Regions from separate parts of the Mus musculus genome. Here region 2 is linked to region 1. The links are chromatin contacts, called in public Hi-C maps. All regions are on one chromosome and are shown on one strand. The core of a region is the stretch at or near the end of the contact, and the rest is flanking DNA. Distances in the headings are between cores, read along the strand shown. Region 1 holds the start of Zfp759 (zinc finger protein 759). Region 2 holds the start of Zfp456 (zinc finger protein 456).

What was found. A called contact is a pair of places that touch in the nucleus more often than the background predicts.
Region 2: a Hi-C map of liver shows a contact between it and region 1, with 6 times the contacts expected there. The contact joins the promoter of Zfp456 here to the promoter of Zfp759 in region 1. A contact is called at or near these places in 7 of 39 promoter capture datasets (3T3-L1-derived adipocytes, the C10 cell line, hippocampal neurons and 3 more), 5 of 484 Hi-C or Micro-C datasets (cerebral cortex, cortical neurons, granulosa cells and 2 more), 5 of 115 datasets of contacts at active chromatin or transcription factors (astrocytes, embryonic stem cells and stem cell-derived neural progenitor cells) and 4 of 9 other capture datasets (adipose tissue, liver, macrophages and 1 more).

Annotation. Positions count from the first base shown.
Region 1 is chr13:67,124,304-67,130,273 of GRCm38.p6, forward strand. Zfp759 (zinc finger protein 759) reads left to right here and starts at 3,925. Exons shown (of 4, transcript NM_172392.3): 1 at 3,925-4,011. The coding sequence starts at 4,006.
Region 2 is chr13:67,373,393-67,379,195 of GRCm38.p6, forward strand. It overlaps Zfp456 (zinc finger protein 456), which reads right to left and starts at 2,371. Exons shown (of 4, transcript NM_001001186.3): 1 at 2,298-2,371.

The DNA.
Region 1 (5,970 bases), core at 2,675-5,174:
CCTAGCTCAAGAGGTTTCAAAGGCAAAGAATATTAGTGTGTGGCCTCGATAGTTCTCTCTGTCTCTCTTTCTCTGTCTCTGTCTCTTTCTCTGTCTCTGTCTCCTTCTTTGTGTGTGTCTATGTGTGTGTGTGTGTGTGTGTCTGTATCTGTGTGTGTGTGTATCTGTGTGTGTCTGTGTGATATGTGGTGACAAATGTGGATGCTTTGTGTCCTTTTCTGAATACTCTGCTACTAGTCCCCTGACAGGTATATCTCCCCTTCTCCAGCATCTGAAAACTCACTGATTGCAACTTGCAATTAACCAGAGGGTTTACCACACTGAGAGTGTGCTGGTAAATATTTGCTGACTTGACAGAAGCTATGATAATCTGGGTAGAGGGAACCTTAATTAAAATGATCTTTATAAGATAAGCCTTTAGATAAGTCTATGAAGTATTACAAAGATTGATGATTATTTGCGAAGTCTTTACATCACTGGAAAAGTGAACCTTGCTTGTTTAGCAAGGAAACTGAGATAGCCCTTGGTGAGCTGGAGGAGAGGGTAGAGCCTGAAAGCACATGTAGATGAGTTTAAAAACAGAAAAAAGTAACCACCACAGAGGTGTGAGGATAGACAAAAGACACATTTCAGTAAAGTAAGGAAAAAACTTCCCAATATACACCAGTAGAAATTAATTTTATGGAGAGGAATGAAGGAAGTATGTGGATGTATTATGAAGTCATGCGGTGATGTTCAGTGATCAACTACTATGAAGTCACCATTTGTTATATAATCTGCTGGCCAAGGTCAGTATGTCTTCCAAGAAGGTATGAAACTATCCGCACATTTTATGTACCTCCCTGTGAGGTATCCAGTAATGACGGGACCTGTAATGTATCTGGGGAATTTGTACAGGATCAGGATGGTAGACATTAGGAGTATTAAGAACTGCTATAGCAAGAGGTGTATTTCAATAGATTTTTGCTTATCACTGATGAAAGGATCTATCTTTCAAAATGAAAACTGGCAGTTGTTTAACCATATATGAATGTATATATATATATACATATATATGAATATTCCTTTTAAATATCATTATTTTTTCTAAACGTGAAACCTTGGTTTTACTTCTTGTTATTGTTCTTGTTCCAGACAGGGTTTCTCTGTATAGCACTGACATACCTGAAATTCACTCTATAAACTGGCTCTCCAGTAACTAAGAGATACAACTCTCTGACCCCTAACTAACAGAATTGAGTGTATGTAGCACCATGAGCAGCATAATTTTTTAATTATATATTTTATTTTACTTGTGTATCTGTCTCTGTCTGTCTGTCTCTCTGTGGGCCTATCTATTCTATAATAGATTCCTGATGATGTTTGAGCCTGATAATGTCAAAATAGGGTATTTGATCCTCTAGAACTGCTATTATATGTTCTTGAGAGCCACCATATGCATATTAGAAAACAAACTCATCTTCTATAAAACATTAATTACTTTTGGGGGAGGTTCGAGACAGGGTTTCTCTGTGTAGCCTTGGTTGTCCTGGAACTCACTTTGTAGACCAGGCTGGCCTCGAACTCAGAGATCTGCCTGCCTCTGCCTCCCAAGTGCTGGGACTAAAGGCGTGTGCCACCACGCCCGGCCATTAATTACTTTTAACTACTGAACAATCTCTTTAGCCTGTAAGCACAGATATTCAAGTGATTTCGCTAAACATGACACATACTAGGGATTGTTCCCAAGAGAGAAAATTAAATGATCAAGATGTAAAAAAATTATAGTAGGCAATATATTTAAAATGGTGAACATGGCCTAAACAAACATATTAGTCCTGAGACTCTAGCTCCAGTAGACATTTCCATAACTATGCCTGGGTCCCTAATAGTGTGCTGAATGAGCCTCCTCTTTGATCAAATCTTCAGGTTGTGACTATACCACGGTAGCTACTCCCCCTATTGAATTACACAGGCAAAATGCAAAGAAATGGAGACAGTAGAAGAGTCGTGACTCTATGCTGTATCCTCAAGGATGAGCGCATCTCCTATGAATGACTACTCTCTTAGGTAGGTTTGCATGTAGCAGATACAAATATACATGTACACACATACACACAAGTAGCACAATGTACTTAAGGTTATGACTGACTAGCTTACAGATAAATTCAACTCAGCCTAGGGTTATAGCATTTGGCTTTGGCAATTACTGGAACACAACCACTAATCTACTCTTGTAACTGCCGTCATGGCTACCTTCCCAGTGCTCTACCCCAGATATTTGCTGTTTCTCCTGGCCACAGGCTCATGGTCCATCTGTCCCAGGGCATCTTCATCCTCTTTCCCCATTTCTCCTTGTCCTGGTCTCTCTTTCTTCTCTCTCTTCTCCACCCCCTACCAGGTAACTCAATACCCGCCCTCCACAAATCCCTCCAGTAATTGGCTGTAGCCAATTTGATTTATCCCATAGTTTTAAATCAAGGATGAAGGTTTGTGCCACAGAACCATGTAAATATGAGAAGTCAGCTGTAGTACTAGATCTTGGATACAGAATTTAGCATTACAATACATAGCAACAGACCAGATCTCAACACATAACATATATTGGAAAACTAGCTATGCTCAGAAATACTAACTTTTGTGGTTTCTGTCAATGCCCTTCACTGCAGCATTCAGGAGGAGGACAGACCAGTCATGACACTTGCCAATCAAGTACAGGTACATGTATTGTTCCTTGACTCTAATTTTTCTAATTTGAGGAAGCCGTTCTGCATTCCTGGATAAACATACTCACTGGAAAAGAAGAATTAAATATGGACTCGGCACAGTATCTTCTTTGAAACAGCTTCTTTTTGAATCATTAGGATTCAGGGAAGTAGGAAGTCTTTTCTGTAACAGGGTTTGTAACTTTGACTCAACCATGAACTGCACAAGAATAAACCTTCCCAAGAAGAGACATGAATTCTCAATACTCTATGTTTCCAGTGTAACTCCTTTAATACAGTGATCTCATTAGACAGTATTATGAATATTTCTGATATCTTTGTATTCAAGAAGAAAATATCTCAGTGTTCTGTTTAGGAGAAGTGAGGGAAATTCAAGACAGATAACACTAATGTTCAAATATTGTCAAATATGACCGATGACAGGATCAGTGCAGAGACAGAAAAATCAATAAGGAACATCAAACCTAAGGCAGGGGGAAATCCTATAGTGCACAGTGGATTAAGAGTTAGTACACACGCCGGGCGTGGTGGCGCACACCTTTAATCCCAGCTCTCCGGAGGCAGAGGCAGGCAGATTTCTGATTTCGAGGCCAGCCTGGTCTACAGAGTGAGTTCCAGGACAGCCAGAGAAACCCTATACAGAGAAACCCTGCCTCGAAAAAAAAGAGTTAGTACACACATCATTGTGATCCCAGTAACTCTGTCCCGCCCCTTGGGAGACATACAGAAGAGAAAAACCAGTGGAGTGCTCAGAAAACATCTGCTGGTGACTAGCTTTGATTTCTAATTCTTCTATCTTAAGCGACTAGGATGGTTTCAATAGAATCGTAAAGAGATAATGCTCACTCCTACATTAACTTCCTGCTTCCACATTCTTAAATAAAGCAGATCATGAAAGCATGAATTTTCCATTTGTTAATAAGATTCTATAGTAGGTCGGAGTTTTTAAATCAAAATGTTTTATCAGAGATAACATGGAAACCTGATAGGCGGGATTAATGTGAAAGGTTCAGCTCACAGGCAAACATTTCGTGCCGTGACCAAGGACTGTAAAAGAGCCCAAATTCCCTGTGCATGTCCATGTGCACCTGCTCTCAGTGGACTGTAATCCAGGCAGTGTACAAAACCTCTTCAGTGGGTTCCCGGAAGTCCTTCCAATTGATTTGTGGGAAATGTAGTCCCGGCCCCTGTGACGGCATCAGAAAGTGCTGTCAGCATCAAATTTCCATATTCTTTCGTCAAAGGTCGCTTCTCAAATTTGTGCAGTTGTCCTGTTGAGCGCTGCATTTGGATTTCTGACATGGAGGTTGGTGCAGGGAACAGCACCATCTTGCAGATATGAGGGACTGTGCAGGGTGGCGGGTAGGGCACGGAGAGTGCCGGCTTGGGCTTGTTGTGAGACAGGAAGCTGCTGACCTGGAGATGCTGTGCTGACCTAGGCTGGGTCACTGTCCCTGGGCACAGGTTTGATGAGGAGAACGTTAGAAACTACAGGATGGCAAGGGCAGGCAGGGTCTGCACACTGCCTGTGCCTGCGATGCTGACCAGAGCTCAAGCATGTTTAAAGGGAAACGTGCTCGGCCTAGTTGACCCATTCTCACTGGCTGTAGTCAGATTCTCTGGACATACAGAACACGGGGACATCTACCGCCCCCTATACGTCATGTCCTGGAGACTACTCCTTGTTTGAGTTCACACAGCTTTCTAAAGTTCCTAGTGTCCAGGGACAGAGAGTCCTGTGACGGTGATTGTTGTGTGGGGTGTTAATTACTTTTCCTTTGGAATGAATTGTTAGATTTATGGATGCCTTGGTTAGAGTGGGAATTTCTAATAGACATCTCAGTGACATGATTCCTCACAATACATGGCTGTATAGCCACAGAATAATCTTGTAATTGGTAACATCCCGTGTTTGCACAATCTATGTAATTATGGATTTTACACAGATTAAAAATGACTAGACAGTAATACCTCAACGGTTCTGAGTATGTTTGTGTTCTGAGTATGTGTTCTGTCCAGTATTTGGACTTCTTTTCAGATGTGAGAGATAGATGACTTGGTGTGATGAGAGAAAGATCGCTGGGAGGAGCTGGAAAGTCTGAAAGGGAAGGAGGAAATATCTCTGCTCATCTGCCAGGCTCTGTACATTGTTCTCTTTAATCTGGCAGGATCTGGATATTGTCTCATCATGTGATTTTCTTATGTATGTTCCTATTATTGGCAGTGTTCGAACTCTCTTAAATTTTCCCTGTCCCTCAATGTGACTTTCAGGTTTACTGATGCACCCTTAATAGTTTTAGGAAGAAGTCTTCAAATTTTTCAACTGTATTAGAAAGGCTGCAAGATAAATTTCAAAACCTGTGGCATACTTGGGAACTTATGATTTGCATATAGTAGGTTCCTGTTCATGCAAAATGCATAGTTGTCCTTTTGAAGAGTTAAGAGAATAGTTTAGTCCAGAGCCATTTTTGTAGCCATGATCTGAGAACACAGGTTTAATTAATCCAAATTCCATGCTCCAACATGAAATCTATTTCATGGTTTTACAGAACAAAGAATGTCATTAACCTAAGAAAGCTTAAAATACATTGGTGTAAGTCTGATAGAGGTATGTATATGTACCTTGAGATATGGGAGATATTCTATTCACCTAAGATACCATCTGCTGAGATTTTAGCTTTTGGGTTGATAGAATCTCATGTTCTGCCTAGTCAGTGGATTCTGAGAGGTTTTTATCTATTAACAAGCTGTGTGGTCCACTACATAGTGAGGCAAGGACTGTCCCTGAAGGGAAAATCAGCCCAAGACAGCTAACCCTGAACCTGCAGAATTCCAGGCTCTGCCCCTCAGTGAACTTCCACGTGGGCCATCAGTCTCTGCACACACAGACTCCTTACAAGAGTTTTGCATTCACAACATACACACAGGTTTTCTTTGTGTGTTTGTTTTTTCAGGGTTTCTTCTCCACATCCCCTCCTCCATCTCAGGCGATCTTGCTTATACTGTCCTCAGTCAAACCAAGCTTTAGTGAGCTGGAGATAAACAAGATAAACAAGATTGAGGGACACTGGATCCAGCTAACCAACAGAAACAGGACCCAAATGATTAGATTCAGAAATGAACAGGGAGATTTTACAACAGATACCAAAAACTTCAGACTATCATAAAGGGATATTTTGAAAATCTGTCCAGTGTAATTGGAAAATCTAAAAGACATCACTCATATCTACTTGTTGTAGACAACTTTGTACTGGCTAGTTTTGTC
Region 2 (5,803 bases), core at 1,121-3,620, 250 kb after region 1:
CCCTCTAAGGTTTCAACCTAACAAGTCACCTGCGGCAGCTTCTAAGCATGATGTAACTTCTATTGATGAGGCTTTAAGTCCCATTGGACAGCTTCTGCATATGCCAAGATATTGAGTGGCACTGTGGCATCTTTATGGCTGGAATGACATAGAGGATATTGCCGTGGCCCACTGGTATAAGAGCTAAGAGGGCTATTGATTGCTTCTCTCCCTTGGAACCTGGCAAAGCACCTTAAATCTGTATGGACAACTCGTCCCTGTTCAGATCTTCATGTCAGATCCAGCTGCAATTCCCTGAGGCCTCTGTCTGAAGTGCAAGGTGTTTCCACCCTTGGGAAGAGGGAATAGCTATTGTCACAAGAGTTTATAGGACAACTAGATTATATCTTCTTTAAAGAATGACTGAATAGAAAATAGTCTTTTGTCTAATGAGCAGAATTCAGCAGCAATGAAGAGGCCAGAACATCTCCAAAATTAACCGGCATAATGAAGCACTTTGGTGAATAGGAGTTTCTCAAGGGAAAAATAAATTGAAAGGTCTTGAAACCTTCTGTACAGCTAGTAGAGAAAGATCCTGTCTTTACAAGTATGAAAAAGCAGATTACACTTTTTTTAATGTTTGCATCACCAAGGCCACGGGAAAACCAGCAATGTGGAGAATGGCAGGAGCCCAGAGCAGAGCAAAGACCAAAACAACTCTCTGTGAGAGAATCAGAGCATGCTCACAATGGAGAATTAACTGCGGGGCTCACTCCCTATGTTGGCCAGCACTGGCTTCCTCCATTCTGCATGGGCAAGTGTCTGCTGTCTTGAGTACAATCTCCTGTGAGACCCTGGGGGTGGAGGTCCGGGGACCTGTAAACAGGATACCGTTTTGTGGGGATTATAGCCAGTACAATTAACAGCAAACATTGCAGGGGAATCAGAGACTTGCAAAATTCACTTTCAATGGGAAAGAAATGCAAATAATGTCTGACCTGAGGCAGGAACACTTCCACCCATTAACAATTACTACATATTCTTCCAATAACCAGGAGCTCGATGGTTACATTCCACTCAATGGAAATCAATCCTAGAGGAACTCTAGAGCAACAGAAAGGACAGCGCAGATGTTTTAAGAACTCTTGCATCTCCTGACAGTGACAATCAGAGATATATTTTCAGAGAGTCGGGCAAATCTAAAGATTAGCAGGACATTGATGGGAAGTAAACATGAGAGAGAGGCAAAGAGAACGATGGATTCCTGATCAGGTTCCAAACAATACAGACTCCCCATTCCCTACCAGCCTGTCTATACTACACAGTGCTTAAAATACATACAACACAGATCACGAAGCAGCAACTCCTAGGTTGTGCCAAGAGTCAAAGAGTCTCTGTGTGTGGAGTGAGGATTAAAGTCAGGAGAGGCAGGAAAAAAAAAATGCAGAGCCAAGAAATAGACTTGGGAGGACTGCTGGTCAATACCACGAGCAGCCAGCAGCCTCGAGTTTATTTTTCACCGCCCTTTTATACCTCATATTACTATGGGAAGCAAAGCTACAAGATAACAGAAACAATGGCAGAAATACACACAATATTCATAAACTTCTTCAACAAGTCCAAGCCCGAATAATGTCATGTTGACCGGAACCATTGTGGGTCAAGCGGACATTCTCTCTTTTTTAAAAATTTTCAACTGTAAAGTAGGGATGGAGGTCCTGTCAAAAGTTTAGAAAACACAGCCCTCAAGGTGAAACATTGTGTGAGCTCCTCTAGATCCCACTCTGCCTTGTAGACAGTCAGACCTCAAGGCCATTGCTATAAGCTGGCTACAGAGTACACGGGGACCAGAAACCCTTTTACTCTAAAGACACAAAGGACTCTGGCAGCATCCAGGTCAGAGTGGGGCAGCCAGGGATGCGCGTTTCCAGCAATGCAGGTCTGTGAGCTCTGGCACTCTCTCAGGAGCAGGTAGTCAGCTCATCACCATTAGTTTGCAATCTAGTCCCCCACTACCAAGCTGCTCCAGTGTACCAGAGAACCAAGGCAGACTCGGGCTGCTCTCGGTGTTCTAAAGGAAACCTTCACTCAGGACACAATCCCAAAAGGCCAGTCCCCTCACTCCAAAACTGCAGCTTCAGCGGTCCCAGCCAGTTCAGCACAGCCAGTCCTGGCAGCTGCTTCCGCCCTCCCACCTAGCCCACAAACGCTCCCTCTAAGACAGAACCCTGCTCCTGGCACCCAACACCAGTCTACACTTCTTCCTGAACCAACCTCGTTGACACAGAGCCCCAGGCTACGCTGCTGACTGGACCAACCTTCTTGTCAGAGACAACTGGAATAGATAGCCGAATATCATTTCCGCCCAACTTTGAGGAAGAGGCACAAGTACAGACTTGAAGTCAGAAGGGTATTTCCTAGAAGGCTCCCAGTGGTCACAGTGGTGCGGACTACATCTCCCAGAAGTCTGTGCGACGGAAATCCCAGAACCCAGGTTAGGTGACTTCTACTGTTTGGAGAGTTATGTGGATGGTAACCCACAGTGGAAGGTGCAAGGAGGAAGCCTTATGTGCAGAAATGCTATGGGTAATGCGATTGGTTTCGGATCCCAGAACCACAACGGAGATGTACGGATATGAGTCGAGCCTTTGACAGAAACATATGGCTTACAAGTCATTTCTAGTTGTAATTTTAATATTACTTCTTCTTGGAAAAAAAAAAAGTTGACTTAGTGGTTCCTTAAAATAACAAAGCAATACAGTAACCAGCGTGGGAAGGAAAAGTAACTTTATGAAATAATTTCCTGATGCTAGTTTATTATTTCAAGAATTTGGTATTTCAGGACCCACTTTTCATAATTCCTTGAGTAAAGTCCCAGAATTACCTATAAAATGAGTCATGTTACTTTTCCTTTTTCACCACTTCATGACATCAGGAATTTATGTATTAATGCAGTATTTTGTTATAATTGTGTGAGTTAGCTTTGAATAGTGAGTGGACTCAGCCCTGGGAAAGGCTAATTCCCCCCTCTCTCAGCCATTCTTAGGTGCCCATACATCTTTGTCTACCCAGGAGACTCCCCCTGCAGGAACCATGAGCCATTGTCATTGCTCAGTCAGTCATGTTTAAGGGTGCAGCTTCCCTTCACTCTCTAAGCTGCTCGACCTCACAGCCGACCTCCTGGACCTCTGACTCTCATAATCGATCTGCCCCTATCCAGAAACAGTCCTTGATGACTATATGCAGAAAATGTGGTATAGATGCATGTATTGGGTCTGGACACAGATTACAGTTCTCTGCATTTGGGTAAGTTTCAGGTTTTTTTTAACGTTCTCTGTGCTGCAGCAAGAAGTACTTTGAGGAGCAGTAAGAGTTTCACGTATGTATAGACCTTAGGAAAAGTCTTCAGAATGCAGTTAAACTTATGATGGTTTAGAAAGGTGGCATTAGCCTGTCCTCCAGGATGCAAGACCTAACAAGCCATGGGTGGCAGCCCATGCTTCTATCCATGATGTATGTCTACTTGATCAACCTTTAAGTCCAATTATACTACTGCTAATGTCAAGATGTGATTGGCACTGTGGCACCTTAGGGATATCACGCCATATGGGACGTTTCTGTGGTCCACTGCCACAGAACTAGCTAACAGCTAACTAGGATCATTACTGCTTCTCTCATTTGGAAGCTTGCAAGGCAGCTTCTATCACTATGATAACTGGTCCTTAGCTGGGAGACCTTCCTGTCAGGTACAGCTGTAATCCTCTGAGTCTTGTGTCTGAAGTGTTAGGTGATTTCATTGCAGGAAGGAGGGTATAGCTATCGGTCATAAGGCTTTAAGACAACTTAAATGCATGTTCTTTAAAGAGTGACTGCTCAGAAAACAGTCTATTGTCTACAGGGCATAGTTAAGTGACTATGAGGAGGCCAGCAGATCTAAAAGACACAGGAAGAATGAAGCAGTCTGATGAATAGAGACCCAGCAATTTCTCAAGGGAAAGGAAATTCAACTGTCTTGAAAGCTTCTTCATAGCTAGTTAAACACAGCAGCTTCCTGACTTTATAAGCAAGCAGAAGGGTAGACTGGTAGGTGGGGGACAGACCCTACTTTGTTTCATCTTAGGTCAGTGATACCCAACCTGTGACAATCCTTTTGGCAAACCTGTCTCCAAAAATATTTGTTTATATTAAGATAACAGTAGCAAAACTACAATTATGAAGTAGCAACGAAAAACATTTTGATGGGGCTTGCCACGAGATGAGGAACTGTATTAAAGGGTCACAGCATTAAGAAAGGTGAGTCGGCTGAACTAGGGAATCACAAAGAAGATGGAAAAATGATCAGCATGGAGAAGGGCAAGTCCCCAGGAAGGAGGGAAACAGTATTGAGAATTAACTGCAAGGATGCCTGCCACGCTCTCCGGTCGAGTCAGTGTGACAAGCCGAAAGGCTTGGAAGCTACTCACAAAGCAAAAGAGTTTCACAGAAACTCACTCCTGGAGTCTGGCGTTCTCTCTAACCCATACATTAATTTTCCATTCCCGCGTTAGTCTAGTGTATGGATCCATGTGCTCTCTTTTAGTATTACCGTATTATAAGTGCCTTTTAAGATTGAATTCTGACATAGCTAAAGCCAGTGTTCCAACAGTCCTAGAATGTCCTTGAGCAAGACCTTGGACTTGGAATTCAGTAAGAATGTTGCTATTCAGTGACATTCAGTACTGCCCCTGGTATTACACTACCACTTTGAGTAAAAGCTAGGTCACTGCCCTTCACAGGAATCTACCATCACCAAGGAAGAAAGAAGTTTCTGACCGTAGGAGAAACCAGAATAGATACTTAGAACTGAAACTGAGTTACACCCATATACAGGAATTTACAATGGTTTAGGAAGTAGATCTGGCTGTGGTTTTAGAGTATTGCATTATTCATGAGATGGTTAGCTAGAACGGAACTCCCTAGTTAGAACCATGACTTGGGTGTGAAAGCCCTTGGCCTAGGAGTGAAAAGACCTCACACCTGGCTTCTAAGACTATAGCTGACCTTAGATAGGGCTGACTTTGTCTCAGTTAATTTTATTGCCCAGTTCCTTCCAGTCTTTGCGTTTTCATTCCTCTGTTCTGTGTAAGAGTCATTAAGCATCCGGCAGCCTCATTTGTACCTTGTGGGTATGTCACCCAACTTCCTTATTGCCTTCTGTATAAAAAGTCTGATGCTCGATTTGACAAAATGCATTCAAATTCTACACAACCTCTCCTGTGTGCATCTGTCAATTCATCCGACGCTTTGCCCACCTGCAACTAGAGACCCGTTCCACGCAGACAAAGGGGCCCAGAGGGGTCTGCAGCAGATCCCTCCCTATGTCACCTCACACAGGCCACCACTATTCTGCATTGGGAACATGGGAAAGTGTCTGTTGTTGTAAGGCCAGTGTGCTGGGGATTCTGTGGGTTATGGGTGGTAGGTCTTTGAACTTAGAAGGGATTTTTGCCAATATAATTAATGAGAATCATTAAAGAGAAATTTTTGAAAATTTCATTTTCATTAAGGAGGAAATGCAAATAATGTCTGTTCCAGAGAGAGGCAAATTGTTATTCATCAAAACTACTACTTATTCTTATAATACTTGGGAGCTAAATATCTATACTCCACTTGTATGGAGACTGGTCCCAGAAGCAACCCTAGAAGTAAAAGAATGAACAGAGTAGATGTGTTATAAACTCTTGCGTCTCCTGTCAGTGTCTCTCACGGATATCTTTTCAGAGAAGTCACACAAAAGTAAAGACTAGCAGGATATTGGTGGGAAGTCAAAGTGAGATTCAAAGAG